Regions from separate parts of the Mus musculus genome. Here all the other regions are linked to region 1. The links are chromatin contacts, called in public promoter capture Hi-C maps. All regions are on one chromosome and are shown on one strand. The core of a region is the stretch at or near the end of the contact, and the rest is flanking DNA. Distances in the headings are between cores, read along the strand shown.

Region 1 (3,047 bases), core at 340-2,839:
AGCAATAACAAAGTGTCAGGGGCAGCCACTGGGGATCCAACAAGGCTTCTTTCAGAAGATGCTCTCAAGATGGAGTCTTTAAGGATACTTAGATGCTTGTAAAGGGGGAGGGGACTGGGGAGTCATGGCAGAGGTCATTTCAGATGGAGCTAACAATATAAGCAAATCTCGGAGGCAGATAGGAATCTGGGCTGTGAATGGAAATGCAGGCTCATTGAGTTTTGTGAGAGTGGAAGTGGGAAGGCTTTGGGTATGCCAAAGAGGCTGAGGGGGTTTAGTGGGTACCAGGTTTGGGGTTTTATGTGCCACAACAAGAGCTGGAGTTTTAGAAGTCACTCCGGATGTAGAGAGAATTCATCCTGTGAGACGAGGCTGAGACAGGGTTGGCAAGGAAGCCATTGCCCAGCTCAGTCCTAAGAAAACATTTGTAGTGGTCCAGAGAAGGAACTGGTTGAGAAAGCAAGTTAGGAGGTGACATTTGTCAATGATGATGATGCAGAGAATGACAAAGGAAGAGTTGGGTTTCCAGCAGAGGGCTAGTGCAGTGAGCTGAGATCAGATAAAAAGTAAATGAAAAGAAGTGAGGATGCAAGAATGTGTGAACTCATCTCTGGTCATGTTGTGTTGGTACCAGGTACATGGACACACACACACACACACACACACACACACACACACACACACACACATGGGTCAAAATGCCTGTGTAAAGGTTAATATTCAAATGTGAAGGTCAAAAGCAGAATTAGAGCTGGAAATGTGCCCGAGGCTCTAAAATATACAACTGTTCAGAAAAAACATACACATACATGCAAACTGGAGGGAGGGAGGGAGGGAGGGAGGGAGGGAGGGAGGGAGGGAGGGAGGGAGGGAGGGAGGGAGGGAGGGAAAAGATTTAACTTTAGAGCACACTGGAGTTTATGGAAGGCAAAGAAAAGCTACTGAAGGACCAAAGGACATCCCAGCAGTAAACAGAGTAAATGACAGTGACAGTCAGGAAAACAGAGGCTGCAAGAGAGAATAAGCAGCCAGTAGGGCTAGACAAAACAAAGAAACCCATCACGGTAAGAACCGAAAAGTGTACAGGGACCTGGTTAGAGCAGAGGTCACTGTACCCTACGTAATCCAGACTCCAGTGGAGGCCACGCTGCAAGCAGGGAAGGAGGTGGAGCCTGCAAGCCCGCACTGCCCTTCCAAGACAGTTGTATTAGAAAAGTAAGAGCTAAGATTTGCAGTTGGCAAAGGCTTCATAGTCAGAAGGGACTTTTAGGATGGAAACTATTAGACTTTTTATATTTAGAAAGAGCCATTCAGTCCTTCACGTCTGACTTGTCTTCTATCTGTCCTTGTCCCGCCTGAGCAGTAATTCTTTGCAAAGTCAGAACTAGTCCATTCTTCTTACCTTTGAGGATTTCCTCAAGATTTGGCGTATCTCATCTCCACACCAGCATTCAAACACTTTACTTACCCAGTAACATCTGGGTTGCCAGGAGCACAGCAGGGCAGACATAAAGGGCCCACTGTGTGAGCGTGCAGCTCAGCTTCATGGTGACTGGGTTTATACCTCCTGCAACCCCAACATACTGATTTTCTTCAACATGAAACCTCTCAAATTAGAAAAGAGGAAATAAACCTAACTGTCTCGCCTCCACACACCTGTGGCCAAGTCTCCAATTGGCTCTTGTCACTCAGGTTCACACAGGTTGCTTCTGATGCCATCCTTCATCCCTCAGGGTGTAGATTAAATGCTAGGGCTCTCAATTGTTAATTTTTTTCTTTTTCTTGTTGAGCTTGGGGACTTTTCAAAATGATTGGTGTTCAGTTGGTCTTCAGACTACACCAGAGAGAAGTCAACCCCACAACAGTCCAGCTCGCTGGAGGTAGGAGGCCGGAAATTAATGGAAGAAAACCACGGGGGTGTGAAGGATGTGATGTGGAGGTGTCCTGCTCCTTCCACTCCACTCTTTACCTGTGCCCAGTGATTCTAATACAGCAGGAGAGAGAGAGGACAGATTGATAAGGGTAGCTGTCAAATTTGTCTCTATTGGCTCTGCCCAAGCAAACTCCACTCAAAGTTGTACCCAAGTTTCTCCTGACCTGTGTCTTAGCTTTGTTTCTGCAGAACGACACAGGCTTGCAGAACTGTTGAGCCTTGCAGAATGATACAGGCTGTTCAGCCTTTGTGGAACTCTGCATACAAGGCAGAGTTAGAACCATGGGAAAGAGCAAAAAGAAAAAGAAAATCAATTCCCAGAGACCCCAGCAAGAAGTCCAACCATTGGGTTCCCTGCCAAAGCTCGAAGCACTGACTCTGAGGACTTGGAGACAGGAAGTATCCAGTCTTTGAGTACCTGGAAGAGACTGGGGAACATGGGCAATGAATATAGAAGCCATGTCATCTCTCTTCACCTCCGTGTGGACCTATGGGAGCCACAGTCCCGAACTCCAACTCTTTGCTCAGTTGTGGGCCCTGTGTCTCCTTGCATGGAGATCCTACTCTTCTACTTTCCCTTGTCACACCACCCACACCCAGGTCCCACACAGGGAGGAGTGTCATCAGAAATGTGGGTCTCAAAGACAGAGAGGGGGTGGGGCTGCATGACCAGTCAGTTATGACAAAACAGATCAGGATAGGCAGGTGGGCCATATGGGCATAGGAGAGTACGGTTTTCTATGTCTAGTGTAAGCAGTTAGAATAACTTTTCCATTATGTAAGAAGTGTATGTTTTTGTGCAGATGGCCCCAGGGAGTCCTGAGCTGGTTGAATATGGGTGTGGGGGAAGGCAGTGAGGCAGTAAGTCTTGCAGCTGATGTGGTAGAAAGACCCAACAGCTTCAGAAGAGGAAGAGAAATCGAGACAGCCCTAAGACAAGTTAAATAAATGAATTGTGTTTAGATTAGGCTTTCACTAAACTGCACAACAGACCTTCTATTAGACAGGACAAAAAAAGCTTTTGAAAAACTAACAATTTCCCCTGTTCTCTTACAACCTCTTGATAAATGCCCTCCACATTCTCTGGACCAGCCTTCACAGAACCCAACCTCAG
Region 2 (3,105 bases), core at 259-2,758, 340 kb after region 1:
CAGGCAGAGGCAGTAAGCATCAGGGAGGACAATCTGAGCAGAGAATGAGATACTTTTAAGGAGGGATGCTTGGTAAACTGACTTGACAGGATCCTTACTGCAGGCAGATGGTGGTGATCAAATATCAAGGGGTTGGTGGTACAACACTTGCTTGTTTGGCTTGGTAGGATTCTTTCTGGCAAAAACTGTTAAGGCAGGCCCAAGATAGGGCCAAAGATACGATCTAGTTAAGAAGAGGGCTCAGCACAGTGTGTCTAATGTTTGGTAAAGAATTAGTTTTAGCAATATAAAAAAGGAACATATGTTTATAGTGTTTAACTCCTGAAGGAACTGGCTTTACAGAACACACATTTACAGATGAGAAATATAAAACCAAAGGAGGACATCGAGACAAACTTTTTTTTTCTCTTCATGTGATAATTTACTAGACAGGACAGAATTGGAATGCAAGTCACCTACCTATACTGTGTTGTAAAATAAATTTCTTTTCTTTTTTCTTTCTTTTTCTTTCTTTTTTTTTTTTTCAAGACAGGGTTTCTCTGTGTAGCCCTGGCTGTCCTGAAACTCACTCTGTAGACCAGGCTGGTCTCGAACTCAGAAATCCACCTGCTTCTGCCTCCCAAGTGCTGGGATTAAGGGCGTGCGCCATCACTGCCCAGCGTAAAATAACTTTCATGAGAACAATTTTTAAAGCGGGATATGCCGCAGACAAGTCTTTCAGGTTTCCCATTAGACATGACTATTTCTGAAAAGCCTGCCGGGATCGCAACATATATGAATGAGGTGACCTTTCTGGGTCATTATGATCATTGCGTTGTATTGTTTGTGTGTAGCCCCTCCGCACTCTCCCAGCCCCAGCGCCACCGGTGTACACCGCAGGAGATGGTGCTCTGTTTGAGGCAGACACCCCAAGTAATTGGTCTTATTGTTTCCTCAGCAATAAATATTTGTTTCTAAGAAACAGTAAGCTAGGGGCTGGAGTAAGCCACAGGATTAAATATATCGTTGTAGGGTCTATTTTAGTCTAATATCTAGAAAAACATATTTACATCGGAGCCTATGCTGCCTTTCCCTCCACGTTGTATGTTTCACTGTTAGCTAACTTCCATTTCAAGGTCTGTGAGATACCATGGGGATACAAAATGCGTGTTACAGTAGCTTTAGTGAGGAACAACTTTGATACTAAGTAGCACTAGACTACAGGGGACGCCATTAACACACTGGGGTAAGGGCTCAGCTGATCCCTGGGTGAGGTAGTCCGAAACGTAGAAAGTGTCTCTTAGCTTTACTGAAAAACAAGGGCTTTGAGCTGCTGGGTTTTTAAAACTGAGGTGAGCGATGGAACCCCGTTAGGAGACTGCGAAGTCGAGAGGAAGCACCGGGACCTGAGACTTCTCTGCACCACCCATGTGCACCTCCGCGGTGCGGGCCACCAACTAAGGACTGGCAAGCTTGGAGGTGAGGGGCCTCTGCGCCTGAATCTCCCAAGGCTCCGCCCCGTGACGTCAGGCCCCGCCCCAGCGCCCGCTTCCAAGATGGCTGCAGCGATACCTGCCCGGTTGTCCGGGTGGCGGTGACGACGGGGAGCAGACCAGGTATGGTGGGCTGGGGACCACGGAGAGAGAGAGTCCTCGGAGAAAGGTTGGGGAGGTCGGGGGCGGGAAGAGAAGAAGTTCTGAGTCAAGGCTGAAAAATCAGATTGAGCACGGACAGGGTCTCGGATGGAAATGTGGACGCGGGCCGGTTGCTTTCACATTGCACAGTAGGGGCAAGCGCAAGAGACCGGGGTGGAATGGGCGTGTTCGAGGAGAATGGGGTTCTGATCCCCTTCCCTTCGCGTGCAAGGCTCTGACCGACCACGCCCTTCCAGGTGAGCCGGCCCAGGTCTTGGGCCGATCCTGTCCCAGCCCTTCCGCTCTGGTCCCTTCACCTGGAACGCTCCTCCCCACCCCCACTAATGCTAGAGAAAGGTGGAAAGGGGAGAGGACGCCACCCCCACCCTTCTCCGGGCCACGCTCCAGAGCTGTTGCCTGCGGCTCCCAAGTGACCAAGCACCCTATACCTGCGGAGGCGCTCCCCGGTACCTAAAGAACAGAAAGAACCTGTTCCCTATTTTGTTTTGTTTTCTGGCCACTCCAAAGTCCCGTTACGTATGTCTTGCCTCTCTAATAGTTGGGGTTGCTGTTGTTTGGTGCCTTCATTCATTTCCCTGTCCCCACGCCCAAACCAGCTCGTTTTGTTGGAGTATAGAGGGTTAGTTACGGACCTGACACAACCCAGCTGCAGGTAACCTGAGAACCTAGGAACTTTCACTTTCCAATCAATCACTTTCCCTCACTTCCCATGATGGCAAAGCTGTTTCTTCCCGAACTCTGTTGTACAGGTGACTGGTTATCCTTGCTCATTTCTGGTTCCCGCTGGTCCCAGATTGGCTGTTGGAATGCTTTTTTTCTGGCCCCTGTGACAGTTCCAATTTGAGATAATGCCTCATATCTCTGCTCCCCGGGGACCTCCTGGAGCCCCCACGATCCGGAACAAGGCAGCGTGAACACAGGTACGTGTGCGTCTCTTCTCTCAGAAAGCCTGAAAGGACTTCTGAAGTGTACTTGGAACTTGAATGATGTAAGCCTTCTTGAGGGTAAAGATACAGAGTAGCTGCTGCGAGTGCTTTGGGAGAAGTGGGTGAAACTTGCTGGTAGTTGCTTACCTTTCTTTTTAATTGTTATTCATTGTTGATCGATCACACCAGTGTTCCTTTCTGTGACTTTGTTCCCTGCCTGTCTTTTTTTTTTTTTTTTTTTTTTTTTTCCTTTCCCTGGCCTCGCTTTCATCTCCTTACCTGCTGCTGATGTCTCTTCTGGCTTGCTCTCTTCCTGTTTGCTTCCAGAAATCCCTTCACTCCTTACCTAGCTCTCAAGTCAGGATGTTGCGGAGGCTGCTGGAGAGACCCTGTACATTGGCCCTGCTTGTGGGCTCCCAACTGGCAGTGATGATGTATCTGTCACTAGGGGGCTTCCGAAGTCTTAGTGCCCTGTTTGGTCGAGATCCGGGCCCAACATTCGACTATTCTCATCCCCACGATGTCTATAGTAACCTCAGTCACCT
Region 3 (3,159 bases), core at 426-2,925, 370 kb after region 1:
TTCTTGTTTTCTCCACCCTTTATTCCCCAGCTTCATCCCCTATCACTAGATAGGCAAGAAAGAAAATGGAGTGAGAAGGGGAGGCATACCTAAGTTCCCTCTTGTTTCTTTAAACAAGACTACTAACAAATCACAGCCAACGCCCTGAGTAACCAACAACCTGCAAATGCTGGCAGAGCTCTAGTATTTATATACTTTCTGAACATTTCCCAGAATTCCAATTGTCATGCAATCCCAGAAACCATCTGCAGCTGGCAAAACCAGGCCTCTGCTCGAGAACAAGGCAAATCATAGTCAGCTGCTTTGAACCTGTGCCACATCCCCACACCTGGGATTAAAACAAAAACATATTCTTATGCTTCTGTTTTAAAGAAACCAAAATTCCAGAATCCTCGCTACACCTTACTCCTTCCTCCCCATGTTCTCAAAATACCCTAGTTATGTCTCTGTCTCTCCACTTAAACACAGTTTAATACTGTTTCTGTCAACCTCAGTAGGGCCATTCTTATTCGGTTTTATATACTCTCAATAGATACTAGTAACACAATAATATGTTTTATTGTTGTGGTTTGAGGCAGGGTCTCCTATAGTCCAGACTGGCTTTGAATTCATTATGCAGTCTAAAAAACGACCCGAGCTTCCAATCCTGGCTCCACATCCTGGGTACAGAGAACATATGAGCCTCATCAATTTATGAGGTGCCAGAGATGGAACCCAAGGACATCTTGCATGCTACGCAAGCACTCGCCAGTTTCTCAGTGAGGCCACATATACTGCAAGCGATCTACTGGGTTTTGAAGCAGATAGAAAGCACCAAAAGGAGGGCAATCTTTCTCTTCCCATAACAGGAATTAGCTGAAAGGATGGCTAATTTATAACTAAAAACATCTCTCTCTCTACCTCTAAACACTTTAGGTTTTCAGTCCTGACATTAATTCCATCCATTTCATCATGAAGAATGAAAGAGCAGTGATGCACAGACACTTCTTCAGGCGCTAAGAAGTACTTTGACCCCCTACCACAGCCAGCAGAGCAAGCACCTGGTGCGAGAGGGACACGTCACCTTCCCGGAATACTGCTGTTTTTTCCTTCAAAGTCTAGCCCTACTGTGCTCCTAGCCGGAATCTCTTCTGCATCCTCCCTCCGGCCACCCGTAACGCCCCCAGCCCCCCAAACAATCGCATTTATATGAATTTAGAATTTAAACTTTAAAACCGGAAGCGGCTTCCACCCGGAGCCAATTCCCGGGGACACCTGGTTACTCGCCACCCCTCTGCTACGCGGTCAAGCACAGGAGTAAAACTGACCCGGATCAGGGACTGATATTCCTCCTTTAGTCGCTGCACCCACAATTCCCGATCTCGGGGTCCGGCGTTGGTCTTCAGCACCGGGATCTCAGACACGACCCGCCGAGTGGCCTCGTCCGCCATCTTGGACCAGGGAGCAGGAAAACTGCGGAAGTGCAGTTGCTTGTCACTTACTCACGGCGTCGCCATCTTTACTGTGGGAAGAGGAGGCGTTGGATGGCTTTAAAGCGGACCCTGAATGCATTCGATTTTTATTTATTTATTGTAAGGAAATAAAATTGACCTACGGGTGTGAGCGTCCGGAAGAACAGAATGGAGGCGGGCTACTCTGTCCACCTATCATTAAATCACCGGAGCCTGCTCAGAGAACGACTTCCGTTCATGCTCAGAAGCAATCTTGGGAAAAACTCAAGACCTTCCCAAACCAGCAAAGTTGTTTGAATTTCAGGTTTTTCTAGACTGTCTTCAAAGTCCTATCTCCTAAGATGCGCAATTTAACGTCTTTGTTCTCCAGAGTGACTTCCTTACTTTCCATCCCTGTCCTGAATAATTAACACAACTGAATTAGGAAGTATGTAAGCTTGTTTGTTTTTTAAAGGACATTGGGTCCTATATACCACAGACTTGCCTCTAACACATACAAAATGGCCCGGAGCTATTGCTTACTTCAAAATTAATCTGTTTAGGTTTTAAAACCATCCTAAAGATAAAACTTTTTTTTCCAAAGAGTTACTGAATATCTTTTGTGTGCTATATATTAAGTATATAGAAACGATTTCTTCTTAGATGAATTCACCCAAATGACTAACAGTCACTGAATGCCTATTCTAAGCCTATGGCAAGTCATCTGGTAATTTGTTGTTTTTTTATTAGACCAGGCTGGCCTCCGACTCACAGATCTGCCTGCCTCTGTCTCCCAAGTGCTGGTTGGGTAATTTCTAAATTCGTTTGAAACCAAGAAACCTCAATAAGCTTGGTGGCCCACATGTGTTATCCCAGAGCTTAGGGGTCAAGATCAGAAGATTGCTGCAACTCAATTTAAAACGAACAAACTCCATATGCCACAGCTGCTGTGATTGCACACTTTCGATCCCAGCATTTGGGAGGCAGAGGACTCTAGAGTTTTAACCTTGGTGAGTTTGAGTCTACAAAGAGAACAAATTCCAAGATGGTGGTGTCACACATCTTTAATCTCAGCCCTCAGGAGACAGAGGGCTGGCAGATCTCTGAGTTTGAGAGCCAGCCTGGTCTACAGAGTGAGTTCCAGAACAGCTAGGGCTACACAGAGAAGCCCTGTCTCAAAACAAAAACAAAAACAAAAAAATCCCAAAAAACAAACAAACAAAAAACCCCTCAAAACCAAAACAACCCCCTACCCAAAAAAAGAGAAAGAAGGAAAGAAAGAAAGAAAAACAAGACATGCTGTCCTCTGACTTACATACCTATGCCGTGGCATGTGTGCCCCTTCAACTTCAATTTAAATTTATATATTTGTATGTCATGTGAGTGTTTTACCAGCATGTATGTAAGGTACCATGTGCATGCAGTGCCAGTAGAGGCATGTAAAGGGCAACAGATGCCCTGGAACCAGAGTTACAGACATGACTTCCATGTGGGTGCTGAGAACTGAAGACTGATCCTCTGCAAGAGTAGCAAGTGCGCTTAAATCTTGAGCTGTATCTCCAGTCCTCTAGGTGAAAAAACAAACACTCAAATATAGTTTTAAGGGCTGAGGACGTAGTGTAGTGTTAGAATTCTTGCCTAGAATGCACAGAAATGGAGTTGGATCCCCATTATTACATCAACCAGACCTGATGGTGAGTGTCTGTCATCACAGGCTGAGCTACAAATA

Evidence for each region. Capture Hi-C pulls out chosen DNA fragments and counts their contacts.
Region 2: a contact with region 1 is called in a promoter capture Hi-C map of liver. The contact joins the promoter of B4galt3 here to the promoter of Fcrla in region 1. A contact is called at or near these places in 3 of 39 promoter capture datasets (the C10 cell line, the HPC-7 cell line and pre-B cells), 1 of 115 datasets of contacts at active chromatin or transcription factors (microglia) and 1 of 9 other capture datasets (liver).
Region 3: a contact with region 1 is called in a promoter capture Hi-C map of adipose tissue. The contact joins the promoter of Ufc1 here to the promoter of Fcrla in region 1. A contact is called at or near these places in 2 of 39 promoter capture datasets (the C10 cell line and the HPC-7 cell line), 1 of 484 Hi-C or Micro-C datasets (B cells) and 2 of 9 other capture datasets (adipose tissue and liver).

Annotation. Positions count from the first base shown.
Region 1 is chr1:170,925,994-170,929,040 of GRCm38.p6, forward strand. It overlaps Fcrla (Fc receptor-like A), which reads right to left and starts at 1,590. Exons shown (of 5, transcript NM_145141.2): 1 at 1,469-1,590. The coding sequence starts at 1,547.
Region 2 is chr1:171,268,820-171,271,924 of GRCm38.p6, forward strand. It overlaps B4galt3 (UDP-Gal:betaGlcNAc beta 1,4-galactosyltransferase, polypeptide 3), which reads left to right and starts at 1,509. Exons shown (of 8, transcript NM_020579.2): 1 at 1,509-1,595; 2 at 2,384-2,554; 3 at 2,888-3,105. The coding sequence starts at 2,924.
Region 3 is chr1:171,293,327-171,296,485 of GRCm38.p6, forward strand. Ufc1 (ubiquitin-fold modifier conjugating enzyme 1) reads right to left here and starts at 1,676. Exons shown (of 7, transcript NM_025388.3): 1 at 1,595-1,676; 2 at 1,308-1,501. The coding sequence starts at 1,430.